Regions from separate parts of the Mus musculus genome. Here regions 2, 3, 4 and 5 are each linked to region 1. A link is a contact called in public HiChIP or PLAC-seq and promoter capture Hi-C data. All regions are on one chromosome and are shown on one strand. The core of a region is the stretch at or near the end of the contact, and the rest is flanking DNA. Distances in the headings are between cores, read along the strand shown. Region 1 overlaps Esr1 (estrogen receptor 1 (alpha)). Region 2 holds the start of Armt1 (acidic residue methyltransferase 1). Region 3 overlaps Syne1 (spectrin repeat containing, nuclear envelope 1). Region 4 overlaps Syne1 (spectrin repeat containing, nuclear envelope 1). Region 5 overlaps Syne1 (spectrin repeat containing, nuclear envelope 1).

Region 1 (3,547 bases), core at 274-2,773:
CCTAAATCCTAAATGAACCTAAATCCTAAATGAACCTAAATCCACTTTCAATGGCTGAACTAGTACATTTTTGTTGTGTATGGTTTTTGTAAAACAAACTTGGAGCTGTCCTAAGTATCGATGTGAGAAAGCAGAAAGATGAATCAAGGTTGGATTGATTGATCCTATTCTGATTCAGTTCTATGTGACAATCTCTGTGGCCAAGGACTGACTAACTAGCAGCATACGCCATGGGCTTCTCATAAACTAGCAATGTGCTTGGTGGGTTCAGCTCTGTGTCTCATCTCAATATCACAAACAATGAGCTGGGTTGCTCCAATTACAGAGTCATAACTTGAGACGCCAGGGATCTGACTAACTTGTTCAAGGTCTCTTGGCTGATAGATGGTAGAACCATCATTAAAATGCAGATCTGTCTCATTCGTGGGTCTTTGGGTTTTTCTTTAATTTTTTTTTCTTTTTAGAATACTGCCATGATTGGCTAAGAAGAAAGAACTCAATATTAACTCAGAACACTTAAGCATTAAATTATGCTTATAATAATAATGTAACAGCTAAATAAATCACTTTATCTTTGAAAAGCATTTCAGAATCAGCAATGTAATCATCTCCAGACCAATTCTGAACTCTGTCGTTGCCACCAAACAGGAAAGATAAACCACACGAAAGATTACATTTATCTGTGCGTCAGGACATGTATTTTTTTATTCTAGAAAAACCTCTTCAACATATTCTGTCACAAGTTCCAGATGGAAAGAAAAACTAGAAAGCAAATTTTTGAGGAAATTAAACAAAAACTTTAAGCCCTTTGAAAGAATAACTGTAGCCGTGTGTTTGTAAATAAATTTCCACTCAGATATTAAAATGAATACTTTCTGATTCACAGCCAGTGCAATGAGCCAAACCAAATGAAATAAAATTTGGCTGCCTCAGTGCACACATTCCTAAAAGTCCAGTGAGGACATTCAGTGGGCCCTGATTTGAACTATTTCACAACCACATCTGTACGTAGCAGCATGCACAAAAAGAAAAAAGAGAGAGAGAGAGAGAGAGAGAAAGAAAAAGAAAAAGAAATCCAGGATGCTTAATCATGCATCCCAAATTCTATTTTCACACGAGTTCTTTTTAATTAATTTTACCAGAAGCAACACCCACCTATAAATTGCATTTTGCTTTTATTTTTTAAATGAACCAGAAAGTATTACTAATATCCAATTATATTCCCCAAAGATGTTTTGAAAGAAGGAATTCTAGGAAAGACAACAGCCCTGGAAAGTCTCCTTTTCTTCATAAAAAGTGAAGTCAGAAGAAATTCTCTCTGTCCTTATAAGACCCCAATTGACTGAACATGTTGACGTGATACCTTTGGGTCCAGTCTCTGTAGCCCATCTGCAAAGCCACAGTTGTTTCAAGCACCTGGCACAGAATCAAGCCAACAGCTGCGACAAAGCATGATGGGATCAGTGACCACCACCTCACCACAGTACCCTGGAGACAATGAGTCGCTTTCAACAATGCATCTCCTAGCTCTACACACAAGGAAATGCTAGTGTGCAGTCCAGAATAGGACCTTCTGAAATGGCTCCTCCTGCTCCTATAATATCCAGCACAGGGTTTTGAACACCCTGAGAACATGGTGCCTTGCCCCAAGACCAGATTTTAGAAGGTCTGAAGGACTGGGTAGGGGGATGAACAAAGAAAAAGATGAGTGTTAGATAAGATTGAAACAAAGGAGGAGATGGTGTAACCATCGGGGTGACTAATTCAAAGGCAGGCAGCATTCCCCAAATGTCCTGGCCTTCCTTCTTTGTACTTTTTGCTTCCAGAAAGTTCTCCAAGCTTTCTTACCACATCAACTCCTTTAAAGATAAAACCCTGATGGCCAGAACTGGTAGAAAGAATTTCAAAGTATTCTCTTCCTGAGAGAGAAGGAAGAGAAAATGTTCTTGCAATCTAAGAGACAGGATAAAACCCAGAGACCCTGAGCAGGTTCTGCCACGTGGTCTGGTTCCACACAGTCAAAGATAAGCTTGTGCTCCAGCTCAGGGTCATTTTAATGCTTTAGGGAGAGAGGAAAAGATTGTTGGCTGAGATCAGATTAGTGCAGAGTATGGAGATATGGAGGTCCTTCAAACTGCTGGGACCCTTTAAAAAAAATGGATTCCTGATTTACTAAGTGCTAACTAAGAATTTCACCGATCTTTGAGAGTCTCGCCGAAATTCTATTGTAGGCACAACTCTGCATAGACATTCCAATGAAAAGGAAGGACAGGAAAGTCGGGCATTTAAGATTCCACAAATAGGGACTTCTTTAGCACATCTGTAGCAATGGTGCAGGCATTACTGATTTTCTTCACTTGACTGCGACCTCTTCAAAAATAAGGAGACCGGCTAATCTACTTTTTCAACCTCAACAATTGTGTCTGACTATTGGAGTAAATCAATTTGTCCATTTTTCTTTCTTTAACACTTAGCACAATAGCCTCAAGATTACCCCATGCTCTTGTGGATGGAAAAAAACCCCTCCTTTTTAATAAATAATACTTCAATTCTACAAGTAATTTCAAGAGAGTAAAGAAGAAAAAGAAATAACAGGTGTGGTCAACACGTGCAAAGTTTTTGTTCATCTTGTGGCCACTGGAGAGTTAAAGGATGCATAAAGAAACATGGGTTGATTGGCCTGTGAATTTCAGCCAGGGTGGTGTGCAGAGTCCTCAAGCCTAGAGACAATTTCTGTGAGGTATGTCGTGGTGGCCCAGAAGCCTGGTAAAGAGTAAACGTGATGGTCACCCAGGAAACACAGGCTTGTCGTTGGAACATACCCTCCTGGGCATCCAGACCACCCAAGAAGACTTTTTGAGACTGACAAAAAGTTCATTCTTCATCAAACACCATGTTGTGCTGCTTAACCTTTGCCCTCTATATTTGTTTGATGCGCTTTTTTAACTGATCAGCAAAGAGGCAGTGAACATTTCTCTTTCGGAACAATGCTAGGCCAGCATCAGTAGCTTCCATTTCTTTTCCGGTTCTTTGTCCTCATCCCTCTGCTCTGCCCCCCATGGGCTAAGCAATGAACTTCACCATCAGAACCTTATTAAGCAAGAAGAAGCCACCCACAGAATAGGAGAAAGTGTGGGCTCTTCAGATACTGAAATGCAGGTGGAGCATCTAAGCTGCCCAGGTCCAGTGGGTCACAAAGCCCTCCACTGGGGACAGTATTCACTTACTGCCCTTCCAAGCCTGCCAGTTTGCCCGGTGCTTTAAGATGACCCAGTGCCCATCTTTTGGTTTGTTTGTTTTTTTTTAATCTCCTCACTGTAGAACATAAAGAATCCTTCACTTTTGCCCTACACTGGGCAAGAAGGCACAATGGAGCATCCTAGACTCAGCTCATTACCTGGTAACAGCTTCATTTCCCCTGAGCAATCAGAATAGTTACAAACAACTATGTCCACTTCTGCTGCTCATTAGCCTATGGGCACAAAGAGTCAGCTAAAGCCTAGTGGTCCTCTTCACTTGTAACATCCCTTTTAGAAATATCCTATCC
Region 2 (3,547 bases), core at 572-3,071, 340 kb after region 1:
GAGAGAGGGAGGGAGGAAGAGAGGGAGGGAGGGAGGGAGGGAGGGAGGGAGGGCTGGATGAAGGATGGGAGGGAAGAAGGCAGAAGACCCGAGACAATGTGGAACTCTACTGTCATGACCACTGCACAAACTGTAGTACTGGGTTCTGCCCCAGAACTTGACTGAATCATTTTCTTTTCCATCTACTCAATTTCTTTTTCTAAATCAGAAACGACTTCAGCAATGTGGTTAAGTTCAAAAAAGGACAGGTCTTGCAATTCAACAGGCTCTGGTCCTAGGTCACTGGCTTAGAAAGATGAAATGAAAATCTCAAAGTGGTTTTGATTTGCATTTCCCTGGGTAGGGTATGTGCAGGTGACTGCTGGGGCCAGAGGCTCTGGATCCCCTAGAGCTAGAGTTACAGGGCAGGGTAGGCCACACCTAAGCACCTAGGAACTATTCCAGGGGCTGGAGACAGGCCTCAGCAGGGAAGGGCACCTGCTACCAAGTACAACCTCCTGAGTTCGATCCCTGGAACCCACATGGTAGAAGGACAAAGGGGACTCCCTACACAAGTCGTCCTCTGACGTCCATTCCTGGGTAATGTCACAGGTGAGTGCCACACTCCCCCAACACATAAAAACTAATTAAATCATTTGAAAATAAAGTATTTGAAATATGAATTTGGAGCCTAGTGGTGTCTCCCTCTATAATGACACAGAGTATAATGGCAGGAGTATTGGGAGTCCCAGGTCATCCTTCACTACATAATTCAATAGCTCCGTGTCAAAAGAAAACCAACCATCCAGCCAGACAAGAAGATTGGCTACTTAGCCAATGCTTATTTCTGCTCTTACTTATAACTTTGCTCTCAGCGTTGTAGCATATTGTAATTCCCCCTTTGTCCACAGGTTTGCCTTCCCAGGGGCACTCAACCAGTTTAAAAACATTGCAAGTGGAAAATTCCAGCAGTCAACGATCTGTAAGTTTTAAATAATTTTAATTAAATTTAAAGTAAACTAACGTCCCACTAATTGTTCCATTTTGCTATTAGCTGTTTTGGTGAATCGATTGTGCCTAACAAATTTCATGAGAAGTGTGTATAGGGGGGAAAACTCTAAAGATGAAAATTGCAAGAACTACTTCTAATGATGTTTATTTTGGGGGCCAGTGAGATGGCTCAGTGGGTAAAGGCACATGATAAATCTGCTGCCCGCGACCGAGTTCTCGTTGAACTCCTGAGAGGTGAAGGAACAAAATCGGCTCCAGAGCTGTCCTCTGACCTCTAACGCGAATAATGGCATGTGCGCGCACACGCAAAATTAGGACGTTTTTAAATATAGAGTTATTAGTTTGACCCATACCATTAATACACACCGCAGTAGGTATGAGTCCTAATTGTTGGCCCCCGCAGCGCCTTTCCTTCTCACTTGTTAGAGACAAGCTTTTTCCTAATGTATCCCACAGTGAGCTCGAACTCACTACGAGCTCAAGCTGGCTTTAACTCGCAGCAATACTCCTGCCCCAGCGTCTCAATTCGGGACAGAAAGGAAGAAGGTACACAGCGGAACTAGCTAGGTCCTGACGCCGGCCAGCACAGCGAGCCGGCTCTCTCCCACCGAGGTGGGACTCGAACTCTCAGCTTGAGGATCCGGCGCTCCCGACCGCCCACAGCTTCCTCACCCAACATGGGTTTTTTCTCCCAAGAGCGCAAGAAAAAAAAAGCGAGACGCACCCCTCGTCCTTAGCGGAAAGAAACGCCGGGGACTCGGCCATCACACCGGCACCACAAGCCACTCAACTGGCGTCGCCCGGGGTTCAACGGCCGCGGTTCCAGAAAGGAAGCGTTGGAGCTTTTTTTTTTTTTTTTTTTTTTTTTAAGCGCTTTTGAACTCAGAAACTTTATTTGGTGGTCTGGCCAGGGTCAGAACATGGGGCGCAAGGGCCTTCCGGCTACGCGAGCGGAAGCCCTGGAGGACCGGAGGCGGTAGCCCGCCGAGCGGAAGGGGGGGGGGGGGGCGCGGAGCGGTCACGTGTTCGGACGGTCACGTGTCCCAGCTTGCCGGCCTGGGGCTTGCAGTGCGCCTGCGCCGCAGCGGGGCGGGGCGGGGTGTGTTTCCGCAGAGGTTCCTGCGGCGGGAGCGTGCGCGTGGGCGTCGCGGTCGTCCTCTCCGCGCACAGGTCAGTGCTTCGCGCTTCCCCAGCCGGAGAAGCTGGTGAGGAGGTGTGGGCTTCGGCCAGGGCCTGGGAATTTAGCCGGGAATCCGAAGCACCTCAAGCCAAACACTCCCGACCCCGCCGAGTTGGAAGCAGGGCATAGTAGTAGCTGCCAAGGTGCATGAAATCACCTTGAACTTAGGAACTGGAAGAAGTGCTCCCAAAGGTCAGCCCCACTTACCCGCTGAATCTAACCTGGATGCAGCCGCTTTTTTCATTGATGGTATTCTGCATCTCATGTACAATATATTTTGGTTATGTCCACCACCACCCCCAGCCCTGCCGTCAAACGCCTAGGCCTACCCATGTCCCACTCCCAACTTAAAACACTAAGTGCAATTAGTGCTATCCTTAGGCACATGGACATATTATGCTTAAGGATAATGCTCAAAAACTGCAGCTCCCTTGTGTTTCATTTTAAAAATTTACTTGACGCCTCTGTGCCCAAGGACACTACTGTCACTGAGCATAGGGGGACAAACACAGAAACCTGCTTTTGAAGAGAGGCAAAAATCTCCTTTATTGCTTTCTGATATCACTGTCGCTAACTAATATATATTATCCCTTATTTGCTCATTTCCAGAGCTAGCATACTGCACACGGTAAGGAGTAGTCATTGCATGAATTAAAAAGCTAAAAATACAAGGTATGTAAGTGGTGCTAAATATGAGGACAAAGTAAAAAATAGCAAGAGAATGGATGAGTGTTGGTTATAAGTATTAATCCTGTCACTCCAGAGGCAGAGGCCAGCCTGGTGTACAAAGCAAGTTCCAGGCCAGTCAAAGAGAGAAATTATAGGTTATCCAGAGAAATCCAGTCTTGAAAATCCAAAGTGGATGTGATGGATGTGTGTTGGTTATATGTATTATACCAAGTCACTGAGGGAGTCAAGTCCTTAGGAGGAGAGCTTGTGGACAGGTGAGTGGAAAGGCCCAGAGGGCCTGGAACAAAGGCATTCTATAGGGAATGCTGCAGTGTTGCAGAAGGCTCAGAAGGGCGTTTTAGGGGCATTGGCTTTTATTGTAAATGTAAAGCCATCATCAAATTTGACTCTGGGAAAGGATAGGATTCTAGTTAAGGTCTCAGAATTTTTGCTGTAGTCCATTGTGAATGACCTGTAGGAGGCTGTAAACAGTGGCAGGGAGCCAGTGTGCCAGTTGCCTTTCATGTGACAAGCTGCCTGAGGAGAAGCAGCTGAAGGGAGGAAGGGTTTGCTGCTCATCTAGAGTCCTGCATGGCAGATTAGGCATGGAGGCGGGAGCAGGCAGGGGCCATGCATTGCTCCACTAGAAAGTCCAGTGGTGAAAGCCGGCAACCCATCCCCATGGTATAGTCCTATCCATATTTCAGG
Region 3 (3,547 bases), core at 556-3,055, 340 kb before region 1:
GCAATTAGATATTGGTACGCAGTACTGTATTTTCATAGCCTACTTCTCCTCTGCTGAAAACTGAAGCTATCATTTAAACAATATTTCCAGGGAAACATGGAGCAGAAACACGAGACAGGGTCTTTCCATGCAGCTCAGTGTAACGTAGAACTCATAATGCCACTGCCTCAGCTACTCTAGTGTTGGGATTATGGGTATGTGATACTTCAGCTGGCCCTTGGGGACATCTGTCCTCTAGTCTCCTTGCTTGTGCTAGGTAGAGGACTTCACCAGCTTGTCTAATAAATCCTCTTTGCTTTAAGCAACTTCAGAAGTATACAGTGCAATATTATAAATCATAGCCAACTTTCTGTGCATGATGATCATGACGGTGATCTTCCACCTAGCTGAAACTGGTCTCCATGGGTCCACATCTCTCCTTTTCATAACTATCTCTCTCCCAGTATTGTACTCTATGAGTTTTCACAGTTGTAGACAAGTGGTTCTCAACCTGTGAGTCATGACTCCTGACAGGGTCAAACAACCCTTTCACAAGGGTTGTGTAAGACCATCAGAAAACACATATTTACATTAAGTTTCATAATTGTAGCAAAAATTATACTTATGAAATAGCAATGAAAATAATTTTATGGTTGGGGGTCACCACAACATAAGGAACTATATTAAAGGGTCTCAGCATTAGGAAGGATGAGAAGTGGGCTAGACAAAAGTTATTAAATATGTGAGGTGATGGTCTGTTAATTAGATTAACTTAACCATCCTACAATATAAACAGATATGAATGTTTTTGAACACTTATTCAATTGTCCTATGGATATGTACAGTTACTTTCTGTGAGTTTTTTTTTTTTTTTTTAATGTAGACCTGGAAAATTCTTTGCATGAGGTAGAACTTAGAAGTGGTCCTCAGAAAAGCTGAGATTGGCTGTCTTCTTCATCAGTTACTGGGAGAACCACTCTCCGTGCTACTGACCTGGCACCCTTGTTTTGGCAAAAAGAGCCACAGTGTGGCAGACAGTGCCTGGACCGCTGCTACAGCATCTTCCCTAAGCAAGGACATCCTTCATGGGCTTCTAAAGAAGAGTCCATGTGCAGAAGGGGGCTCAGTTGCTGTGACTCTCCTCTCATGCAGTCACACGAACAGAACTATAAGAAGTTATCTTTTTAACAGCAGTGGAGTAGCACATGCCTGTCCATTTTAAACTTGCTCATTAGTTCCTGTTTGTCACCTGTGGTTCTCTTTCTTTGAGCAGAATCTTCATGATGAACTAGAAAAACAGGAAGGAGGCTTACAGAAATTTGGCTCTATCACCAACCAACTATTGAAGGAGTGTCACCCACCTGTGGCAGAAACCCTCTCCAGTACTCTGCAAGAAGTCAATATGAGGTATGGGACCAGCTACTCTTACAGCATTCTCAGCTGTAGATCTAAAGAGTCTACTCTACTAATGTTTTGGTTGTTTTTCTTTTTATAAACCGAATTTAATGAAAAATAACCACAAAGAAGACATTTAGGAAGGATCAGGACTTCCATAGTCCCAAGGATAGTTTTCATCCCCTTGGAATATGAATGTGACACATTAGCCTTTATTATGTTAAATAGACATGAGTCATTGTTTTGCTATGCCCATGTTCACATGAACCATGATGAAGACAAATAAAATAGTAAGTGATAGCCTTTGGTAAGAGATATGAGTCTGCCCTAAGTGCTCGCTGTTGCTTGCAGATGGAATAACTTACTGGAAGAGATCGCTGAACAGCTGCACTCCAGCAAGGCCCTCCTTCAGCTCTGGCAGAGATACAAGGACTACTCAAAGCAGTGTGCCTCTGCCATCCAGAGACAAGAGGAACAGACCAGTGTACTGTTGAAGGCAGCCACTAACAAGGATATCGCTGATGATGAAGTCACCAAGTGGATTCAGGATTGCAACGTATGTTCAGGGACTTGTTTGGGACTTGCCCAACCCGCTGGCCTTCAGTTTCATTGGTTTTGTAGGGCTAGTAGAGATGCATGTGAGCTTTGGGGCTATCTAAATCTGTGAGACAGTTTATCCCAAATTCATCACCCCATTAACTGAAGAGCCTAGTCTTACAGAGCCCTCCTGCATGTGTTTACAATTTGTGAGTTTCTTTCCCATTGTTTTATTTTTAAAAATGAGTTGCCTTTCCCACTTTTCCCTAGTGGGGTATAAATCTATGAGGGAAATGTAGGCTATCTGTTTGTACTGAAATAGTCACTGTAAGTTGCAACCACATGGGGGAAAAATCATGCCTTTAAAAAAAAAATCAACTGTTAAAGTTATCCACATTATTTAAAAAAAAAAATCATCCACTTAGATTTGTTATCTGCTGCAGTGCATCAGACAATAGCTGCATTCAGGTATTTAACAGCAGAGAGCAGCAGCTTGCTGCCACACATTTTAATAGCTTTTATATGATTCCCCTTTCCTCCATAGTTGCCAATAACCTACTTAGGGCTTTTGAGAAAGGCCTTCTCTTATTCCACCCATTATGGACCTCTTATTGTTTGTCCTTATTTGTCTTTATTTTAATGATCTTTGTTACAAAGATCTGCTTAAAAGCTTTCCCAAATCAGTTTATTAAAGTAGTCAAGTTATAAAACAACCCACATAAACTGAAGATTATACCTTCAGTCTAAATAAAGGTTTCAAGCGGCAGGGTTATTGTTTACAATAAAGATAACCTTCGTTTTGGTTGGCATTTTTTTTGTCTTTATAAGAGCAGTCATTTTCAGTGTTTCAGAACCAAGACACATGTTGTTATCTGTGTCAAGGTTAAAGGTGCCCTTCGTTCTTCTCTGAAAGGAAACTCACTGTTCAGGCACAGCAGGATCCAGCCGCCATCTTGTGCAGATGGAACCCCAATTGCCATCAGGAGCAGAAGTCCTTTGTAATCTGTTACTATTCCATAGGACCCAGAAACAGGGAACCCCCACTGGCTCACAGTTATGGGCATATGGTTGGGTTTCATAAAGTACAGGCTGGAGATGCCACGGAGAGAGAGGTGGAGAAGGTCCTTAGCTCTGTCCACCTGAGCCATCTCTGACCTCCACACCCCACCAGCACCCGAATCCTGGTGTAGCTACAATTAGGTGACCACAGATAGACTATTGCCAAAGACCTCCATAGAAATAAGTAGGAAAGGCGAACTACAGCACCATGCCTTCAGTTTGATATGTTTACATATACAAAAAAGTGAGGAGAACATGACCTAAGGTTTCTCCTTACTGCCACATCTAGTGCATCGTGGTTTCTTCTCTTCTCTTTTCTCTTATGTATATGAGTACACAGTAGCTGTCTTCAGACACAACAGAAGAGGGCATTGGATTCTATTACAGATGGTGGTGAGCCACCATGTGGTTGCTGGGAATTGAACTCAGGACCTCTGGAAGAGCAGTCGGTGCTCTTAAGCACTGAGCCATCTCTCCAGCCCACTCTTTTCTTTTTTTACTTCTCTCTCTCCCTCCATCCCCTCATGGCCCTCTTTTCTTCCTTTCTTCCTCCTTTCTCTTTTCTTTCTTCTTTCTT
Region 4 (3,547 bases), core at 596-3,095, 300 kb before region 1:
GCGCATTCCCATTTCCTCCTGGTTATGTGCCAGCATGGATCATAGTCCGGCGCATTCCCATTTCCTCCTGGTTATCTGCCAGCATGGGTCATAGTCCGGCGCATTCCCATTTCCTCCTGGTTATGTGCCAGCATGGATCATAGTCCGGCACATTCCCACTTCCTCCTGGTTATGTGCCAGCATGGATCATAGTCCGGCGCATTCCCATTTCCTCCTGGTTATGTGCCAGCATGGATCATAGTCCGGCGCATTCCCATTTCCTCCTGGTTATGTGCCAGCATGGATCATAGTCCGGCGCATTCCCATTTCCTCCTGGTTATCTGCCAGCATGGGTCATAGTCCGGCGCATTCCCATTTCCTCCTGGTTATGTGCCAGCATGGATCATAGTGCGCATTCCCATTTCCTCCTGGTTATGTGCCAGCATGGGTCATAGTCCGGCGCATTCCCATTTCCTCCTGGTTATGTGCCAGCATGGATCATAGTCCGGCGCATTCCCATTTCCTCCTGGTTATGTGCCAGCATGGATCATAGTCCGGCGCATTCCCATTTCCTCCTGGTTATGTGCCAGCATGGATCATAGTCCGGCGCATTCCCATTTCCTCCTGGTTATGTGCCAGCATGGATCATAGTCCGGCGCATTCCCATTTCCTCCTGGTTATGTGCCAGCATGGATCATAGTCCGGCGCATTCCCATTTCCTCCTGGTTATCTGCCAGCATGGATCATAGTCCAGTGCATTCCCATTTCCTCCTGGTTATGTGCCAGCATGGATCATAGTCCGGCGCATTCCCATTTCCTCCTGGTTATGTGCCAGCATGGGTCATAGTCCGGCGCATTCCCATTTCCTCCTGGTTATGTGCCAGCATGGATCATAGTCCGGCGCATTCCCATTTCCTCCTGGTTATGTGCCAGCATGGATCATAGTCCGGCGCATTCCCATTTCCTCCTGGTTATGTGCCAGCATGGATCATAGTCCGGCGCATTCCCATTTCCTCCTGGTTATGTGCCAGCATGGATCATAGTCCGGCGCATTCCCATTTCCTCCTGGTTATGTGCCAGCATGGGTCATAGTCCGGCGCATTCCCATTTCCTCCTGGTTATGTGCCAGCATGGATCATAGTCCGGCGCATTCCCATTTCCTCCTGGTTATCTGCCAGCATGGATCATAGTCTTCTTTCCCGACTGATTGTCGTCTGATCCCAAGACTTTGATGCTCTTAGATGCAGAGGCCATTTCTTTGGACAAGCCAGTGCCTATAGCAGCTAAGTGTTGTTTGCCTATGGGGAATAATGAAGGCAATGTCCTCCGTATATGTCCTAATACTTAGGTACCTCTGAGGATAAAAATAATGCCAGAATTATCATATTTTGGAGATGAAGAAATTGATAGTCATATGATGATTTCTCATTCAGGCAAATCGTGTAATCATTCCATGAAAGTATTATTATTACTAACTAAGTCAGACATTCATATTTTCTAAAATTGTCGATAGAGTACATATATCTACTTGAAAATACAGCTTGAAAGTGGTGTTTGGCCACATGATATGCTCTGAGGAGATTTATACACTGTGCCTGTGAGCAGGCCAAAACCTGAAAAAAAAAAAAAAAAAAGGAAGTAGATAGAGTATGCTTCTAGGATCTTCCTCTGCCAGACTCCTGAGGTATGAAACTAACACATAATTATTCTGTCCCAGTCCAATCTACACTCGAGTGTTTAAACCAGTGAGATAGTAGTTTTGGGTCTGGCCAGGTGCCAGGATGTAATACTTCTGGAGGAGAGGGACCCAGAGGTTTTAGTGGCTCCTGGGTTTGTCATTTCCGGTGAACTACTGTCAAATATGAATCCAAAACAGGAAACAAGCCAGTGCTCTACTCCTTGTAAAAGTCGCCAAACTCTGCTGAACACAGATGGCGTTACGCCAGCTCAGGAGGAGCCAGCCGGCTCTGCTCCCTTCGAAGCGGCTGATGTGCAGGAGTAACTGGGAGGGTCCACAGATGAGGATGAGGAAGCCAGCTTCAAGCAGATGCTTGGGAGCATCAGAAGAAAAGCAAAAGGGAATTGGCTTTTCAGCTGCCCAAGGGATCTGTTGTAGCTAGCTCCCTTGAGGATTATATTGCTTTTCTTCCTCTGTTGCTTGTATAGAACTATGTGTGATTCTAGCTGTAATGTAAATATATAACACTGCACCACTAGAATTGCTCATGTATATGCATTTGTATGTGTGCATTTGTGTGTGAGTGTGTGTGTCTGTTTACACCCACCCACAATGTCTTGATAAAAACACTTACTGTTAGAAAAAAAATGTACTACCTATTCAGCTGTCTCACTCTGGAGGCAATATACCATGGCGGCAGTACCCTTAAGACAATATATGTGCTGAGCTGGTAAATTTCAGGGTTTCAACTGAATCCAAAGAAAGAAATGGTTCATTTATATATAGCTTGGATATTTAGTTTATAAACAACATCAAATGCCACCCTTCTTAGGGATTTACATCTTTGCAAAAAAGGTTTTGGCCCTGGCTTGCACCCAATGCTTGCAGCCCACATATTTAGTTTTTGGTTTTTTTTTTTCAGTCATAGCTCCACAGTAAACAAATGAAAGCAGTGTCATCATGTTGTGAGACAAACAGGAAGGATGCATATTCAAACTGCTCCCTGGAGACATTGAGCACATGAATGCTAAGAAGGAAAAACTATCAAACTAACACAACATTGTCAAACCTGTGGTGTTTGACAGTGCTTTTTAAATTGTCACTTGCCTGTGTCTTCCTGTCAACACACCACATCCTGGGATAGATATAGTACAGCACTTGACATATGAAAGGTGATCGATCATTTGTTACAAACACTAAATACTAGTGTTTGGAGAAAATGCAGTGTCAAATGAGAAAAGACAGGCTCGTAGAAGATGAGAAACTTGCTCTATTTTTGATGGCAGAGTAGTGGAGACTAGCCTTGAGTCTTAGCTGCGTCTGGACATGTGATTGATCCTTCTATAAATTACAGCCTAGAGCAAAGACTCCAGCTTTACTGAGCCTACCTTTGACTAACCAAAAGCCAATCACTTAAACTGCCTAATTCACTCTGGGCACATCAACTTCTCAAAGAAATAGGTGATTTCCTTTTATCGTGTGACCACCCTCTCTGTGGATGTTGGTGAAGGGGGAGCCCTAGCATATGTTTTCTGCATCATGGCCAACAAGCAGAGGAAGCTACTCAGAGGGAGACAAACCCATCTCAACTCTTAAGGAGGGAGCTTCTTTTCTTTAGAGGGGAGTCACCAATCCTGAGAATTTCTGCTTGTATCAGTTGAACCTAAGCTGTAGCTGCAGCCACCCCCTCCTGTCTGATACTGTAGGATGACGGATGAATCCCGAGTCTTGGTGTTCCAGAAGAGCAGATCTCTCTGTGCTTACTGGTTGTGCTGTATAACACAGTCTGGGTAGATCTCGAAGTGGGTGGGATTTCTCTCTAGAACCTTTGAACTGCTGCTCACTGTTAATCCCCCCCGGAAATGAGCTCGCCACCATTCGTCTCCCCTG
Region 5 (3,547 bases), core at 492-2,991, 260 kb before region 1:
CCCTAAAGGAATGGCCAGAGACTTGTGATGGTAGATTCTGCCAAGCTGATAGTTAACAGTATATAGCACAATGCACTTAGTGGATTATTGTAAAACTGAATTCAACCTATTTAGATGAAAAAAAAAAAAAAGACAGTTAAGACACTCAAGAGGAATTAAATAGGCCAGGTAAAAGAGACACAAGCATTGGTGGCAAGTTTGCAGACAGCTATGAGATAACTTGCTGCTATATCTTGCAAAACCAAAATATATCTATCTCATAGAAGCTTTTTCTGGCACTAAATTCACCTGGAAATTTACTGTGAAAATCCATATTCAAGGATGTTGAAACAATGTAACAGACAGTGTAGCTGGGTGATTGCTATAGCTGATAAGGAAGCAGGCTTGAGTTCTACTAGTAGACCGTGCTTCTCATCCTCTCTCTCTGTGACTGTACAATGTTGTAGCATAGCACTTAGAGCCCATTAACCTAAACTATTGAATTAGTAGCTTTCATTCACCATTAGAGGGATCTTTGAAACCAATAGGAGATAGTAGTCCTTACATATTTTTATTCAACCTCTACCTCTGGCAAAAACTTAGAAATTATCAATCACCACAGAGCATTTAAAAACGATTTAGCTAGACCTTAGAGTATGCCCATATTTGAGTTTCACTGTACCTAGATTTTAATGTTTTATTTTTCTGTCTAACAGATTATCTTTGATCCCGTTTTCATAGGATTTTCCTTTGTCAATATCTTCACATCCCCTATTCAGTTTAAACTTCCCCATAGTTCTTACTATGAACCCATGTGTCCAATGAGAATCCTGGGCTTAGAAGGAGGTCTTTTAGAACATACTTGACCATATAGGTTAGCATGGAGCCCCCGTGTCACATCATGTGAGCTTCAGTCCTGTGTGGAGGCTGCAGATACAAGAGCCCATGCAGGCAAGTTACTCTAAGTACTGAAACATCTTAAAGAACTGTCTCCTATCATACACGCAGCAAATAAAGCAGGAGTTGCTGAAGTCCCAACTCAGAGTGGCCTCACTACAAGACATGTCTCGCCAACTCTTGGTGAATGCTGAAGGTTCAGATTGTCTAGAAGCCAAAGAAAAGGTCCATGTGATTGGAAACCGGCTCAAACTTCTCCTGAAGGAGGTCAGCCATCATATCAAGGATCTTGAGAAGTTACTAGACATGTCAAGCAGTCAGCAGGTAAGCCCTCACACACTGTGTGTGGCATCACATCGCCGACAGCAGCCTGAAGCACTGTGTCTCCACCCATCATAGAAAGGCTCGGACGTGCCACTTGTCAGACCCAGAGTGGCCACTCTCTGTCACCGCTCTTTCAAGAGCTGTCTCAGAATACAAAAGCAGACTCGTAACTTTTATAACAGGACGGTGCTTTTGATTCTGTGAAATCCAAGAGACCTCTTCAGCCTGTTACCTCCAACCCTGTTGCTGTGACTACTGTGGCATTTAATTTCAACTGTTTATTTAAGAAATGACATGTTTTCCCATATACAACTGTGACAGACCAGAGCAGCCATTGTGTGTGAGTTTCGTGTTAAACACTGAGGAGAGTGTCTACTCTTCCTTTTGAATCTATCCATTCAGTCATGCATCCATTCACTGAAATGGACCGCTTCGTGTTTGTTTTGGCCCATTTTTCCACTTAAATAAACTCTACAATGGTCACATTGTTAGTTTTGAGACGTGTGCCTATAGATACAGTGGTACTTAGTCAGACTTCAGACATTCAGTTGTGAAATCTTTTCACAAGCACGAAACTGCTCATTCATCTGGAAGTATTCAAAGCACAGCCTCCCCAGAGTCACAACAGAATAGAAGCAACACGGTTTTTCTGACCTTACAAAGCAGACTCCTAGATAGCTCTCACTTGCTTCGAACATAAATGCACTGGACTCTGTCTGTCCTGAGTGACCTGTACTTATAAAGAGGATTTCCCTCACCATGCTACTCCCGCCTCAGCAAGCCAGTAATCAGCCCGATCTACCCAAGTCACAAAGAGATAACAAAGCCACAAAAATAAACACTAGCTATGGTTTCCAGAAGTCCCAAGCTTATACCAAGAAATCCCTGGTAAGCTAGGAGAACTCGGTTTCAGTCTTGTCATCTGAATCAGGTTTGCCTGCGGAGTGCCTGACCTTCATCATGGAGATGTAGATGAAGATGAAGAGGGCTGAGGTGGGAACTGAGTCCCTGGGTACTCTGGGATGTGGAGTTGTTGAATGTGACCTTTTTTCTTGCAGGATTTGTCATCATGGTCTTCTGCAGATGAGCTGGACACCTCAGGATCTGTGAGTCCCACATCCGGAAGAAGTACCCCAAACAGACAGAAATCGGTAACTTTCTGTTGGCTCTTTCCAGTTGGTCCATGGGTGGGAAGTGTGAGATATGACAGGCTTTGTGTCTACAGAATCCACAGGCTCAAAACTCGAGTCCCCAAACAGGAAAGGACAGTTACCTATGTAAATTTATTCCTCCAGCCTTGTAGCATATTCACAGCAATAAAACAGAGTGATTTTGTTTTTGTTTTTCCTTTTAATGAGCTCAACGTGTGGCTAATGTACAAGAAGAATATTTTTTCTTGATCAAATGGTCATTTCTAGAAATGGTTCTCATGTGTACCCTTGGTGGCCCCCTTTTTCAAATTACCACCAGCATGCCCACTAAAAAGGTGGGTTGTCATGCCCAGAAGTGCCACATACAGTAGAGGCGAATCGTGAGCATCTTGTGAGTCACTGAATTGATAGGACCGATGAAGTCGCATTGACTCTCAAGAGAAAGAGCTTCTGAGTCATAACACCCAAGGACTTCTGGGTAGTAACCCCAAAAGGGCACCCACTCAAACCAACACCATACCCAGCCCGCGGTGGAAACCGCCTCACCAGAGCACACAGAGGATAGACAGCAAAGTTGTCCCCGGTCCCCTCTAGACCTCGGTTCTCTGTGTATAGGAGCTTGTTTTTATTTTTGTTTGATTTTCTTTTTGGTCCGGCTTTATAAGTATATTCATTCCATTTCCCCTTAGAGTATAGAAGTAATAATTTCCTTTGTATTTTGTCATATATACTTACGTTCTATGCTGATACATGTGTTATCCTTACTAGACTTTCATTTGTGTTTTTACCAACATTCACTAGTTTCCTACAGACCCTGGTCTAAGAATGTGAAGGAACACTGGATTTTCTACTCAAAATTTAGCCTTGATTTATCTTCAGGATGTGACATGTTGAGCTTCAGCTCAGTTTCCTTAAAATTCTTACTATGGACTCTGGTCCCTCTAAGTTTCCAGAAGGCAAAAGCCTATGTGAATTATTTCTGAAGTATATAGAATAATGAAGTAAACTTCATGTTTAGAATCTCTAAGTGCACAGAGTGTCTTATAACACAGAGTCATCTGTGCTTTAGCCTGGAGTGGCAGAGGCTGTGCCCACTGTGGGTGCACACTACAATCATACCTCATGTTATATTAATGGCTGATACTATAAATATGAGTCTAGTCCACTCCTTCCACTGAAGAAAAGCCAGTTTCCTT

Evidence for each region. Promoter capture Hi-C pulls out the DNA fragments that hold promoters and counts their contacts. HiChIP or PLAC-seq counts read pairs in DNA pulled down with a chosen protein or histone mark.
Region 2: a contact with region 1 is called in a promoter capture Hi-C map of pre-B cells. The contact joins the promoter of Armt1 here to the enhancer-like site in region 1. A contact is called at or near these places in 4 of 39 promoter capture datasets (the C10 cell line, the HPC-7 cell line, hematopoietic stem and progenitor cells and 1 more), 1 of 484 Hi-C or Micro-C datasets (pre-B cells) and 1 of 115 datasets of contacts at active chromatin or transcription factors (large pre-B cells).
Region 3: a contact with region 1 is called in a promoter capture Hi-C map of the 3T3-L1 cell line, with 2.8 times the contacts expected there. The contact joins two enhancer-like sites. A contact is called at or near these places in 4 of 39 promoter capture datasets (the 3T3-L1 cell line, cranial neural crest, frontonasal cranial neural crest and 1 more).
Region 4: an H3K27ac HiChIP or PLAC-seq map of the NIH/3T3 cell line shows a contact between it and region 1, with 5 times the contacts expected there. The contact joins two enhancer-like sites. A contact is called at or near these places in 1 of 39 promoter capture datasets (the C10 cell line), 2 of 484 Hi-C or Micro-C datasets (adipose-derived mesenchymal stem cells and muscle stem cells) and 4 of 115 datasets of contacts at active chromatin or transcription factors (the NIH/3T3 cell line, embryonic fibroblasts, fibro-adipogenic progenitors and 1 more).
Region 5: an H3K27ac HiChIP or PLAC-seq map of the NIH/3T3 cell line shows a contact between it and region 1, with 3 times the contacts expected there. The contact joins two enhancer-like sites. A contact is called at or near these places in 3 of 39 promoter capture datasets (cranial neural crest, frontonasal cranial neural crest and liver), 1 of 15 datasets of contacts at CTCF or cohesin (the NIH/3T3 cell line), 1 of 484 Hi-C or Micro-C datasets (nephron progenitors) and 2 of 115 datasets of contacts at active chromatin or transcription factors (the NIH/3T3 cell line and astrocytes).

The regions. Positions count from the first base shown.
Region 1 is chr10:4,773,632-4,777,178 of GRCm38.p6, reverse strand. The region is part of intron 3 of Esr1 (estrogen receptor 1 (alpha)); the gene reads right to left. Among named protein-coding and RNA genes, the nearest start is that of Esr1, 65 kb to the right of the region's middle. Within about 2 kb of position 1,523, at least 51 of the 459 cell types and tissues checked have an H3K27ac peak or open chromatin away from gene starts, as enhancers often do. A contact at or near this core is called in the NIH/3T3 cell line and pre-B cells, where this site is marked.
Region 2 is chr10:4,430,879-4,434,425 of GRCm38.p6, reverse strand. It overlaps Armt1 (acidic residue methyltransferase 1), which reads right to left and starts at 1,821. Exons shown (of 5, transcript NM_024261.2): 1 at 1,715-1,821. The coding sequence starts at 1,755. It overlaps Rmnd1 (required for meiotic nuclear division 1 homolog), which reads left to right and starts at 2,038. Exons shown (of 13, transcript NM_025343.6): 1 at 2,038-2,160.
Region 3 is chr10:5,109,214-5,112,760 of GRCm38.p6, reverse strand. Syne1 (spectrin repeat containing, nuclear envelope 1) reads left to right here. Exons shown (of 146, transcript NM_001347711.1): 117 at 1,253-1,386; 118 at 1,726-1,930. Among named protein-coding and RNA genes, the nearest start is that of Gm51757, 220 kb to the left of the region's middle. Within about 2 kb of position 1,805, at least 31 of the 459 cell types and tissues checked have an H3K27ac peak or open chromatin away from gene starts, as enhancers often do.
Region 4 is chr10:5,078,394-5,081,940 of GRCm38.p6, reverse strand. All of the region lies in intron 127 of Syne1 (spectrin repeat containing, nuclear envelope 1), which reads left to right. Among named protein-coding and RNA genes, the nearest start is that of Gm51757, 250 kb to the left of the region's middle. Within about 2 kb of position 1,845, at least 70 of the 459 cell types and tissues checked have an H3K27ac peak or open chromatin away from gene starts, as enhancers often do.
Region 5 is chr10:5,030,570-5,034,116 of GRCm38.p6, reverse strand. Syne1 (spectrin repeat containing, nuclear envelope 1) reads left to right here. Exons shown (of 146, transcript NM_001347711.1): 143 at 988-1,200; 144 at 2,259-2,351. Among named protein-coding and RNA genes, the nearest start is that of Gm51757, 290 kb to the left of the region's middle. Within about 2 kb of position 1,741, at least 9 of the 459 cell types and tissues checked have an H3K27ac peak or open chromatin away from gene starts, as enhancers often do. A contact at or near this core is called in the NIH/3T3 cell line, where this site is marked.